2 separate regions of the Siniperca chuatsi genome follow, and region 2 is linked to region 1. A link is a contact called in public Hi-C data. All regions are on one chromosome and are shown on one strand. The core of a region is the stretch at or near the end of the contact, and the rest is flanking DNA. Distances in the headings are between cores, read along the strand shown.

Evidence for each region. Hi-C and Micro-C count contacts between places; a contact is called where the count stands out from the background.
Region 2: a Hi-C map of liver shows a contact between it and region 1, with 2.8 times the contacts expected there. The contact joins the enhancer-like site here to the promoter of mych in region 1. A contact is called at or near these places in 2 of 3 Hi-C or Micro-C datasets (liver and skeletal muscle).

Annotation. Positions count from the first base shown.
Region 1 is chrLG2:5,718,348-5,725,771 of ASM2008510v1, forward strand. mych (myelocytomatosis oncogene homolog) reads left to right here and starts at 1,498. Exons shown (of 3, transcript XM_044209986.1): 1 at 1,498-1,717; 2 at 3,356-3,896; 3 at 4,978-7,424. The coding sequence starts at 3,371. The coding sequence ends at 5,564.
Region 2 is chrLG2:5,820,728-5,827,156 of ASM2008510v1, forward strand. No RefSeq gene overlaps it. Among protein-coding and RNA genes, the nearest start is that of LOC122882560, 18 kb to the right of the region's middle. Within about 2 kb of position 3,669, the one cell type or tissue checked has an H3K27ac peak away from gene starts, as active enhancers do. A contact at or near this core is called in liver, where this site is marked.

The sequences.
Region 1 (7,424 bases), core at 248-2,747:
AGACTTCATGCATTTTTTAAACCATTTTTAACATAAATTAGCAGTGACTATTAATGCAAGAATAGATATGAAAAATAATATAGCAGTTGTAAATATATAATATGCCTTTATATATACATTTGTTGGTTATCAGATGACCACCAACTGGACCTTCTCATGTGAAAATATTACATTAAATGGGCGTGTGAGTATATAAATATAAATATAAATGAAGACTGTGATCTCCTATTTCAAGATTCCTTTCTGAGAATTTACGTGAACCGAGGCTGACTCGCACACTGACTGGGCGACGCCTCTGCACGTGTACCGGCGAATCGTTGTCCGTTACGTAACGTGCAAGTGCAGAAGCAACACGGGGCAGAGGCAGCAGGGAGGGCTGCGGTGTCTGAGTGGGGCTGTTTGGAGTTCATTCATCTCAGTCCACAGTCCTTTCACCCACATACTACTATATATATATATATATATATATATATGTGTGTGTGTGTGTTTGCATTTCATCTGTTTTATTTTCATGTGAACTGTCTATGAAAGTGATTTAGGCCTATTTATGTTTCATTTAGTTTCAGTTGTTTTTTTTTTTTATTGTTTAACAGAAAAAAGTGCAAAAATGTGCGGGGCGGCGGTGGAGTGGGGTGCATGTTTTTCTTTAAACGTATGTGGATGACAGTTCGAGATAGTTTGTGGTTGTAGTAGTAGCAGCTTCCAGTAGTAGGAGGAGGAGTTGGGGATAGATGGATGGATGGTGAAATACCCTTGCAAGAGTTGGAAGTGGAGGACAACGTGGCTCTGAAAGCATTCAGCCTGTCTGTCTGCCTGTCTCTCAGTCATAATACTACAATTAAAGGTAGAGAGGCGGAGAAAACATAGGCTACTGTAAGCCCCCCTGCCTGTACCACGCCGCAAGAATCCCAAAGAGGCTTACTGTTCCCACTACATTCCCCACTAATGACTGAGAAGGTTAGTTTATAATCTGTGCGATGAATCACACATGCATCTGAACACAGACTACTGACCCTGAACGCATCGCATACTATTCTTTTTTTTGATTAACCTACTTTTTTAAAAAATTAGCCTAATAAAATAACAATTGAAAGAGTTTTAAATTGTCTTCGCTGTTCCACTCGAAATGACGCCCCGAGGCGAGACAGACAGACAAGCAGGCAGACAGGGAGTGAGACAGCCGGCATCACCTCACGATCCACGTGTGATCTATCCTAACTTTTACCCGCCACCATTTTCCTGGAATTCCAGCCTGCGCTGTATCACTCCGCCGGCAAGACAGCATAGACCCCGACTTCAATGCAAAATCAACCAGAATCGCCGTCGCCCCAGCTTTTTCCGCCAGTACTTGATCGCACCGGCAACCGACGGCGGATATACAGGCGATAGGTTGGGTTGCCGTTAACGACCCGTTGTCGGTTTTTACGTTTTGGCGCGATTTTGGTCCTTGGCGGAAGGACACCGGTGAGTAGCAGATATATAAACCGAGCGACCCCGACGGCCACACCTACTCTGTCTGCTAGTAGCGGAGAAGAAGAAGCTAGTCAGGAGAAAAACATCATGCTTCCCTGCTCTAACTTTAATTTTACTCGCAGAAAATCCCACTTCAGCAGATAACTCTAGTTTTATACCTCTCTCTGTGGATTTTATTGGATATTTTGAACGTTTCCTCGATTTCTCATCATTTTAAATTTCCCCTCTGTAAGGACAGTTGAATGTAAGTAAGGAAGCTGCATGCGGGTGAATTGGGGCTACCTAATGTAATCTAATTTACACATGGGGCGTTTAAGTCATCTCATGGCTGGGTGTTAAATCGTGCTTTTGTGCATTTCTTTATTGTAACTTTGCGTTTCATGTATTTAAAGTGTTAAATTAAAGAAAAAGAATGCCGGTTCCACGTGGAGACCCAGAGTTGCTCAACCCATGCCGGGTTTAAATGACCCTCAAAGCGGGTTAACCTTTGGATTTTTTTCTGGTGCATCGACTGACTTCTTTCACACTGCTGAATTTGGTCAGATTCATGACATGTTGCATGTTGAGGTTTTTAGCAAATGACTAAATGTGCTGTTTGAAATCTGATTAAAAATCTGTAAAAATTAAAAAAAATAAAATAAAAATCTGGTGTAAAAGCATGCAGTCGATGCGACCTAACAGGAAATATTGAAGCTTCAGCGGATCTGCATTCAAAACCTCCATTTAGAAATTGGGTTTTTATTTATTTTTTTATTCTTTAGTTGTTCAGTTGCTGTACTTAAACGCCTGTAGTCTTAGAGAATGGCATGCATTCATGTGTGTGTGTGTGTGTGGGGTGGGGAAACTCATTTAGCGTTATGTTGAGTGGGGGAAATGTGATCATAAACACTATTAATTACTTATTTTTACGGTCACGGTGCAGACCGGGCTGTATTTAAGTTTTGGCTCAGGTTTCCCCAGGCTGTGATGGTAAAGAAAGGCAGCCTTTAACTCCCAGAGCCTGTCTGCACCACACACACTGCTGCTTTGTTCTCCAACACAGCCTGCTATACATACACATACCATGAGACCCCATAGGAATATTGGATTTTTTTCCCCACTAAGTAGGACTGCTTCTCCATCTGTTCCACTTTGAGTTACGTTTGTTTAATCACAAGACTGATTTTTGTAGCATTTTGCAGTAATTTAAAGTTTTTATGGTGAATAAGTGGTTTACAAAAACCAAGCATGTCCTAACTGATTAGTGGTATCATACAATATCCTTGGGGCTTTTTAAATGATAACTATCCAGACTTTGTGCTAAGCAGAGTAGGTTTTGTATTCTCTGGAAGAAGTTGTAAGATTTGTCGTGTGTGTGTGTGTGTGTGTGTGTGTGTGTGTGTGTGTGTGTGAGAAACAGCAGCAGAGGTTTTAAGTGTCTAGTAACAAAAAGGAAACAAAAGCCACTCGTCCCTCCTCTTAAGGTTTTGGGCTCGATTTGCGGTTGTTTTTTATTAACTTTCTGAGAAGGAAAATGTAAATTGCGCAGAGAGGTGTAAAGTTTCTACCCCGGTCTCTCCCAGCTGTTCCTGTGACGTCACGGGGAGGGGCGTGTTAAATCCTTTTAGGTGGTTTACGGCCTCTGGGGGAGCAGCGGGGCGGGGCTACGGTGATGTAAACACAGATAAAAGGTGGCACGCTGCCGTCGGGGTCTCAATCTGAAGAAACTGGTTTAAACTTTCACTACAACACGTGCTGCTGCTGCTGGGATTTACCCTGTTCAACTCTGACAGGCGCTGCTTTAAACACACTACTGGCTTAGCGTATCTGGATTTAAACCTAATAAGCTCCACTACCTCTGTTATTTAGTTTTTTGTCCTGGTTTTTGTTGTTGTTCTCCCAGATTCTGCGATCAAACATGTTGCAAAGCTTCGCTCAGTCGCAGGATTGGCTTTACTCCGAGCCGCTGCTGTTTGACGATGAGTTCTGCCAGAGTTTGATGAAGGACCTCCAGTCGCTGCCGACACCACCGCAGTCCCCCCCCATGAAGGCCGGGGTAGGCGGGAGTAAGCCCCTGTCCAAGGAGGACCAACTGAGCTATGTGTCGGACATACTGCTGGAGGATCACGACATGCAGCTCAACTGGAACTACGACTTCTTCCACTCTGATGCTTCTGAGAAGGAGGGCGAGGCCATCCAGCCCTGCTCCCCCCTGGAGGAGAGCGGCGAGGACTGCCTGTGGCAGAGCTTGGAAGAGAAGCTGGTCTCCTCAATGCTCGGCTCTAGCCCGCTGCTGTCTGACATCAACACCAGCATCTTTGAGGAGATCGCCGGCTCCACGCTGGACTGCCAGAACCTGATGGACACTCAGGAGCCCAGCGAGGCCACATCAGACTACGGATCAACGGGTGGCGAGATGTCCAACTATTCATCCAGTGACTCTGGTGAGTTCAGACGCTAATCTCCATTTTACATTAATGATTTTCACCCATATGAAAGTTTAGCCAGAATGTTTGGACTTTTTGTTGTGAGTCTTTAATCTTTGATCTCTTTTGGGATCATATTTCATCTTTTTAAAAATGATTTTGGTTTTTTGTTGATGTGTGATAGTCATCAAAGTTTAATCTCATTCCTGCCTTGTTATTGTGCAGCTTATCAGTATAAACACTCATGGCCAAGAACCGCTTCACTGGCATTTCATTGATAATTCACTGTTAATGTTTAGTGGCACTGAACCCAACTTGTTCTTTGCACTCAGCTTATCTGTACGCCAACCGCCCACCTGTAATCTTCAGAAGCCTTTAATACTCGAGGATGTTGTTGCAGCGTGGGCAGGGTTTTAGCTGTTGACTCTCATGAGTAGATGAGAGGTTTTAGGAGAGAGAGTTGACTGTAAGGGTGTGTGTATGTGTGTGAGTGACTCATGTTTAGTGGTAACAGTTGCGGCTCCATCCATTAACTTGCAATGAGTCATTTCACTGACTCGAGCCCTCTGGCATCTCTTGCTATAAGCCAGAGAGCAAGAGGCAGACTGGCATTGAATTCTCTTGAGGATTACTCATTGTTAAAACACTAATTATATCAAACACATTTTGGCTTTGTTATAATAGTTTTTGAATAAACATAACTATGTATATATTTTTTAACATTAAATAGCTTTTCATGCTCCAGTTTCACTTGAAATACTTTATTGTACATTTCAGAGCACCAAAACTGTAACTGCTGTTTAAACATGTAACTGTTGCTGTAATCCTGAGCTGCCTTCACTCATCAACAGCGTTACAGTTGTAAGCTTCTGCACGTGGCTGTTTTTACAGTAGAAGAAAAGATTTTCACCACTGACTGGTTTCCTGTGTGAGTGAGCCATGCACACACACTGGCGTGCTGTGTACAGTGTCTACACTCTTGTTTTTGGTGTCACGTCTTCACAGAGCAGATAAAATTACCACATGGGTCAGAAAACAAGGTTGTGCCAGAAAACTCATCTAACCCCCCCCTCCTTTCTTCTTCTCTTCTCTCTGACAGAGGAGGAGATTGATGTGGTGACAGTGGTGCGCTGTTCCTCCAGTCCCTCCCCTCTGCCCTCACTGGCTGACCTGTCTGTCCGTCAGCAGAAGCAGGAAGAGGAGCAGCGAGTTCTTCAGCGTCACCACTTTGAGATCCAGCTGCAACACAACTATGCAGCGCCCTGTCCTGCCTCACCGCCACCTTCATCCTCTTCCTCCTCCAACAAACGCTCGAGAGGGAGCGACGGCTCATCGCGCTCTCACCACTCTTCTCGCAGCTCTTCTTCATCATCATCCTCGTCCCGGTACCATCACCACTCGTCCCGGAACTCAACAGAGACGGAGGATGAGGAGGAGCGGCGGCGGACACACAACGTGATGGAGCGGCAGCGGCGCAACGAGCTGAAGAACTGCTTTATGCGCCTGCGTGACAATGTGCCCGAGCTGTCGCACAATGACAAGGCGTCCAAGGTGGTGATCCTGAAGAAGGCCCGAGACTGTATCTACGGCCTGGAGGACGAGGGCCACAGACTGCAATCCAAGAGGGACAAACTTAGAACCAAACAGGAAGAGCTGAAAGCCAGGCTGGAGCAGCTTCGCAGCTAATGGACCAGGGGGAAACCATCGGCTGCATTTTTAGGTGTTTTAGAGACGATGTGGGGGGGCGAGGGGGGATAAGGGAAGAGACTTTGTACAGACAGAGGGATGGGCGGGGGTGGCGTGTCATGCTGAAAAGAACGCACAAAGTTTTTCATTTCAAGGACTTTATGGTAACAATAGCTCTGGAGTGAGTGTATATACTCATACTTGCAACTGTTGCCATGGACAAACACAACACACTCATTGCCTCAGAATTGATCATTCTCATGCCTTGACTGCTGACTGTTGTAGAGAGTAAGACGTTTTTTAAAGTTGAAAGGAGGACGGAGCGAGCAGATAGTGTTTTTAGTTTGGCTGGACTCACACTGAAAAACGAATACCTTTTTTGTTATTGTTTTTCTTTATTTCATCCCAATTGGGAATCTTTACTTTGGGGATGCCAAATGGCACAGGTGAAATGCCACGAGGCGTGACGTTGGGTCAAATAACTGGAAGCCACATCAGCTCAGTAGTTAAATGAAACTTGAATATTGTGTTTTCAGGATGTCTTATAGCCATACTAACCAGTGATCCCTCCACTCTGACAGGTGTTTGATGGTGGCTTTGGAGTTATTTGGTCAACTGCACCTCCTGTCAGTTCCAGTTAAATTAATTAAACTTTTTGATAAAAATGTTCTTCAGTGTGCTTTCAGCCCTGTTTGGCCTCAGGCGGACCCTTGGGCCCAACACCACTCTGTTATCAGGTTAATGTGTGTTAATGACAGTACTGTATAGACCAGGTTTGATACTGTACACAACAATGCTCAGTCTCGGGTTCAATTCACCACCAGCTCACTTACCTCAGAGTATGTGTGTGTTTGCTTAAGTTGAAAATTTTTAATTACATTGTATATTTGTCATTAATAAACTGTTCAAGCTCAATGGTAGCCATATTAAACAGCATTCAGGTTTTGAGGAGACTGAACTGGAAAGTGAACTGAACTGTGAGCTGTGCTGACGTAGCTAATCAGCCAAAGTCTGGACGGAAAACCGCTGGATAACATTTAATTCTTGCATGTCCGAGACAGAGTGACAGACCGATGGTGTCCTGACATTTTATTTAAAGGTTCTGGTTGGAGGAAGCTGCAACAACAGCGATACTGTGACATTTAGTTCCCTTGCTCATAGAGTAGCCATTTCGCTTGGTGTAAAATAAGAAAAACGGTCGACATCTTTTACTATTGGACGACCATTAATCCAGTGGAAATTCCTAAAATGTCACTGTCCTTCATTAGTCAGTGGCCCTCAATCAAACCTTCTTGGAAACTGGTAAAGATTCTGAGATTGTCACTCAATCTCTAGCAGGTGTAAAGAAAGAAAATGAGGCTCATTTAAAGTCATAAGGATTGAATTTTCCTAAAACTAAAAAGCTGTTCTCATTATGAGGATGAATATACTGTAGTTCAGTTACAGAGCAATCATGCTTTCTAAGCAGATGTGACACAGGATCTTAACAAAAATTTTCCATTGTAAAATAAGATTTGAACTATGTACAAGTTGCATGAATGAGGGCCACTGACCAACATTCCCCTCTTTTTTTTTTTTTTTAAAGAGGGACCGCCTTCGTTGGCACCATTTTGTGCCCCATTGAACTGTTATTTATGATCACATGGACACAAAATACCCGCAAAAGAGAGCTGTAACACAAAGTAATATTTTAATGAAAAAATTAAGGCTGTACGTGTTCACCAGGAGCCTGTTGTATCTGCTTACTATCAGGTGTTTTGTTGAACTTGTACTTTGGGCTGGATCTGAAGTTTGAAATATTAATAATGGGGCTGAATGTTTAACCAAATGTCATTTTACTCTAAATATCAATTTTTGCCA
Region 2 (6,429 bases), core at 2,419-4,918, 100 kb after region 1:
TACAGCAGCTCAGCAGAGTGTGTGACACCACAGCATCAGTCAAAACTTAATGCTCTGCCCCTGGGACGTGTGTGTGTGTGTGTGGGTGTGTGTGTACAGGGGTGTTTCAGGTTACAGCCTACTTCCAGCTGAGGTGTGACTTGGACTTCACATGTCAGACAGAGTTTTCCTAGAAACGCTGCTGGTCAGATTTAACCCTAGTTGTCTCTCTACTAGTGTTACACAAAAAGAAAATGAATGCTGACTACTCAAAGCGTTTCAATTCAAAATACATTAACCAGGTTCAATAAGAACAAAACAAAAATGCTAAAGCATCACATAATCTGAGCGGGAAAACTAAAATTAAAGATATAAAAGAGGCAACAGTGTGAGAAGAAGAAAAAGTACACTACATGCCTCTCTGTCAAGAGTCAACACCTCCATTTTGAAGCCACGTCATCTACAGTCCTATCTCTGTCTGTCTGTGTGTGTGTGTGTGTGTGTGTGTGTGTGTGTGTGTGTGTGTGTGTGTGTGTGTGTGTGTGTGAATGAAAGGGGAAAGTGAGTGAAAGTGTTTGAAGAAGCAACATGTGTCAGTGTGCTGCTGAGAACATGTTTGAGGTGGTGTAATTTTACAAGGTCACACACTACTGTATATATTCTTGGTTGTGTGTATAAAAGTATTAATTTGTTTTAAAGTTAAGGTTAGGGAACAATTGTGGTCATGCTTGTTAAAGTTGTTGATGATGTTTTGAAGAAAAGCTCGACATTTTGGGAAATATGCTTTTTAGTTTTATTGCCGAGAGTTAGATGGGACGATCTCAATCACGTGTCTGTGCATTAAATATCATGCTACAGTCAGCAGCCGGCTTTTAAAACTTATTTTGCCTTTGAAGTCTTAATTAATGACCACCGTGAGACTGAGGGGCATAGACTGGAAACAAGGGGAGGCAGACCATTTCTTGACTGGGACAAGTAACTTCCCTGAGTCTGGTTGTCCTGGCCAAGAAATAGTTTGGCACGTAAACCACCGTAATTTTTTGTACGGATTAAACAAACAAGATACCAAATGTAAATTAGTGAGATTTAGAGATGCTGGTTGGCAGATTTTGTTCCCGTTGGACAGAGCCAGGCCAGCTGTTTCGACCTCTTTCCAGTCTTTATGCTAAGCTAACTTAGCTGGCTGCTGGCTGAAGCTGCATACTTAGTGTACAGACATCTAACTCTCTGCATGAAAGCAGATAAGCGTATTTCCCAAAATGTCAAACTTTTCCTTTAAATATCTTAATAAGCCAGTTTGCACAACTATAAGCGACGACACCTGTAACATCAGCAGCTGCAACCCCAACATTAGCTGTCTGTTTCTGTGCTGCTCCAACATTTCAACATGAAAATAAACTTTACAACACAGAGAAATAGAAAATAATTTGCTGAATTTTTGAAGCCTCCCAAAAATGTGATTGTCATGTTGTCAGGGGGTCCTAGGTGTTCGAGACCCCAGAGACCCTCATTGATGAGAACACAAGATAAGATAAGATAAACCTTTATTGATCTCCAGATGGGAAGTTCAGGTGTTGCAGCAGCACAAGGACAGAAATAAGTGAGAGATAAATAAAGGAGGAAGTAAAAATAAATAATTAGAAGTATAAAAATAAGAATAGAAATAGAAATAAAAATAGAAACTAGCACATGAGCAATTAAAGTCAAAATTACAAGGCAACAGTGACATAGTGGTGTGATTATATACATGTACAGTATTAAAGGGTCCACAAGTGAGAGGAAGGGGTAAGTGTCCCTCAGCTTCACTAACTTCATTAATTAAGACTTCAACAGCAACATAAGTTTTAAAATCCTCAGTCCTTAAAAAATCAGCAATGTCTGTATTTCCCCAAAACACCTTCAGCCACATGAATAAATGAACCCAGAAGATCAACACGAGGTGATGTTTTTATCTGGATTTCTTTTCCTAACAACTTTTTAAATCCATCAGTGAAGCAGCCTGTGAGAGGACACTTTTCTTCAAGCCATTATTTGTTTTGTTTAGGCAGTGATGACTGGACTGGAGTGTGTCTGACTTCAGTGTGTCTGCTGAGTGGTCCTTTTAATCATTATCCTGACTTGAACTGACTGTGTGTGTGTGTGTGTGTGTGTGTGTGTGTGTGTGTGTGTGTGTGTGTGTGTGTGTGTAGAAGTATTTGTAATAAAACTTCTGTTATGTGCTGCTGCAGTCACGCCTTCACTCTCATCTACACACACACACACAACCTCTCACACATCTAAAGCATCTCACGGTTTTACTTGCGGGCGAAACTCCATAAGCATTTTTTCAAAAAGGCAAAATGAACACACACACACATGCACACACACAGAGAGGCAGGTCCAGTGAGTACTAGGAGCCTGTTCAGATTTGTGAATGAAAGACTTTCTGTCTCCTTCCTCCCTCTCTCTCTCTCTCTCTCTCTCTCTCTCTCTCTCTCTCTCTCTCTCTCTCTCTCTCTCTCTTCCTCTCTCTCTCTCAGTGGAAAGTATTTTTGGCACAACTCCAGAAACTTCTCAGTGGTGGGAAAACACACACACACACACACACTGTGAAAAGTGATGAGTGTGGACTGTAGTTTTGTCCTGGACACACAGTCTTTGTGTGAGCGTGTGTATTTGTTTGTTTGTCAGCAGGTGGCAGGGTTCGATCCTTCCCAGCATGCACTCAAGACGTAGGGAACACAAAGTCCCTTTTGGAGTTCAGATGGAAGTGGAGTAGTTGGAATTGATCTCAACAAATCAATCTCAAACCAAAGCTGAATTATAGCTAAACTATAGCAATCAATTTAAAAGGCCTTCAAACCAAATAAATAATCAATAACTCCTTTATAGAAGCAGGTGAATTCAGTTGATGGACAAAGTCAACATGCAAGGTCAAAGGTTACAGGTTTAAGTCCTTTAAAGCCTAGACTTCTTTTTGGTTGGATTTCACTCCTTTTATTTACATCCTTATGTCATAGTCTTAACTAGGCATGTCATATAGGTCATTGTTATTTTCAGAATAAGTTAAGCAACTCATAAATGGCATTATTTGGCATGTCAGTAGTACTATACATGCTTTAGGACCTGTCAAAGAGAATTTAATTTAATTTATTTGTGATGTTTAATGATATTACTGAAGCAAGAAACATGACAAAATTGTCTAAGAGTTTGTTTTTCAAAAAACTAAACAGAGGGAAAAAGTTAGATTATAATAAATAGTGCAATTTAGAAAACTAATTTCTACATACAGTAATACAGTATAAGCAATCAAAACTTCATGAAATATTGTCAATCATTTGTGATATTGCAGAATTATGTAGAAAAAGCAAGTAAAAACGTTGTAGCCTGACATAAAATGACCTGCCCTGTGTCATTTTTTGCAGTGTGCGACCACCCAGACACTCTCTCTCTCCCAGATGCTGTATTTCCCTGCTGCTCGCTCTGTCCCTCCCTCCTCAGCTCCTGATTGGCTGCTGAAGTTTGGCGGGCTTTGCTTCTCTTCCTGACCGCCACTGCTGCTGCAGTCAGCGAGGCAACACATGGGAACAAAAGTTCAGCAGGGTGGTTGCGCCAACAATGCATCCGCGAACACAACCTGCTCTGTAAACAGGACGTCGGCTCGAGGCCAAGAGGCTGAAACCAGCAGGAGCAACAGAAACAGTTTCACAGATGGACGAGTTCTGTTTGAGTCCACAGAACAGAACAACCAGGAGTCTGAAAAGATAAAACTAAATGTTTCTCTAAAACAGGTGTCTTCTCAAAACAGCACTCTGTATATTTCACACATGCGCATTTCACCACCGATGTACATGTCTGTCTGCTCATATCCCTGGTTAACATGTTCAATTTGAACACGTATGTTAAAGTCAGGGACAACACTTGTGTCAGATGTGTTATTCTGACACTAAGATAATGTATGTTCACATATAATTTGATAATTGTATAGTTAGAGTACTGCACAATCACAATTAAACACAGAAATAACACATTCCTCCTCTTACAGATAAAAAGTTGAATTCACGAGAAATAAAACGCACCTTTGTTCAATTCATTACACTACACAGCTACAGCCTTACTTGGTCTGGTATGACCAGTAGCTAATGGTGGCTAATGTTAGCTAAGAGTCAGGTCTCTGTTTTTATAGTGTTACTCTTCTCTACTTGTGCTACTGTTACACTTTGTTTTAGCATTTAGCATTTCATAATTACCACTTGTGGTCAACGTTACATAGGTTCCCTGTAAACTTTGCAATGTCAATATGTGGCAACAAATTACCGGCATGGGAAAAACATGTACATTTTTTAAGCATTTGTTAACAAGACTCTCAGTGCATTAACACATCTGGCCTCTCATAAATCTGTGGGTGTGTGTGTGTTGGGTTGAGCACATAATTTACATACTCTGCTCCAATTGGTCAGTTGTCTTCTGACGTAGCCGCGGTACGACACATAAGGCAGTTGGTCGTTTCCTGTTGCACACTTTGTTTCCCGAGTACAGAATATCCCTGTTTGCTTTCTATTTTCAATGCGTTAATGAAACTGTTTTGATGCAACGATGATGCCCGAGCGGACAGGGCTGATCGGCATGGCGGTCCTGTATCTGTGCCGGAAGCGACCCTCACTCCTCTGTGCTTCCATCATAACGAGTGCGTTTGACTCTCACCTGGTTGTCGATCGCATTGCGTCAGAGGACATTTGCATAAAGTTGAACCTTTCTCAGCTTTCCCTGTAGCGCTGCTTGGTGCCTTTTAAATTTCTGTAGCTCAGCGGGCGACACCAGGTTGCAATGCCAAGTCCCATTCACAATGAACAGCAGCCAATCGCTGTCCCAGTTTTTGAGCCAAATGCCAAAGTCAGCATGCTAACAAGCCTACAATGACAATGCTAACATGTGTAAAAGTTGAGGATCAAAGTTTGTTTTTTATCATTAAAATATAAAAAATAGTATTGGTTGGTGTGGTTGTTCACGATGACAACGTTAACAGGCTGATGTTTAGCAGGTATCAATTTTACCCTGACCCTGTTCACCACTAGACACAAAGTACAGTTGATCAAATATCTGCAAATAGCTAATGAACAAAAAAAAAAATTGACCTGATAATGGAGCTAGGTGAAAGTTCATAACATCTAACACTGAAGAGTATTTCGCAAATCAGGATTAGCTATTTAGCCAGAGTACATAGAAATGTGTTCAGTACCTTATAAAATTGCAACTAAATCAAACCAATCCACAATATGTATGATTTAATCATGTGTCAAGACATCATTATTGTTTTAGGGATTTACACCAGTATCACCAAAATTATTGCCCACCCAAAGTTATCTGGCTACATTTCAAATCCTGCTTTGCTGAATTGCAATAAAAAAGTGGTTGATATGACAACAACTCCAACAAAAGTGCAACTCAGTTTTCTATATTTAAAGGATTAGTCTGCAAAATGTGACAGGCTTCTTTTCAAGCTGCAGTGTCACGATGTGGACAGTTTATTTTAGAAGTAGGTCAGTTAAGTTGTTTTCTATGTTACCATTAGGTAACTGTGCACATTTATAAATATCTTGACCTTGTAAAACAAGATATCAGATGATGTTGTTCATATCAAATATCACATGCCTCAAAAGTCAAACTGTTCTGAGAGGGAGAGGTCAGCTCACTCATTCACATATATTATTATTATTTATAGGACATGATAGGATTTGCACTAGAAATGAAAATGCAGCTTAAAAGCAGTGATGATCCTGTTACTGCTGATTAAAAAATCATACTATCAAAAAGGGCAAAAATGCCATTTTGTATAAGATTGGTGCGATATTTTATTTATTGTTAAGAAATTACATTAATGTGTTAGTCTGTCTCATTTACGTCCCTCCCCTTTCTATGGCCTAAAGCCCACAGGTTCCATTTGAAGAGACAAATCTTTAAAAACAGCTCACAAATATATAGTTTCATTTCTAAACCTTTACCAAACGTTTCTCAAACAGGAGGAAATGCATTTGAAGGAAGAAGTGCATTAGTTGGGAACAATTTTTAGCGGCAGATTAATTCACATTTGGTGCTCTAGTGAGTATTCCCTGCAGCAGGACGGTGTGTGTGTGGGATCGAGTCCAAATAAACTACAGAGTGTGTGTTCATGGTAATGAAGGAACATGTCACCCAGTGCAACAGTGGAGCTCTATGGCACAGAGGAATAACATATATCAGTCTTTGGAGGTCTGTAAGGAGCTTCTTTAATCTGAATTTTTATCTTATTGGTGGAGTAATCATTGAAATTTTGAATTGGGGCCTGATTTAGTAACTGCTGTTGAGGCTTTGAGGTCTTCTAGTCTGTTGGTTTTATTTAACCAAATTTGATATTGAAAAAGGCAGCTGGTCATCAAGTCTATTCTGGTTTCAACTCAAATCAGCAGCTGGACGGGATGAGCAGACATTTAT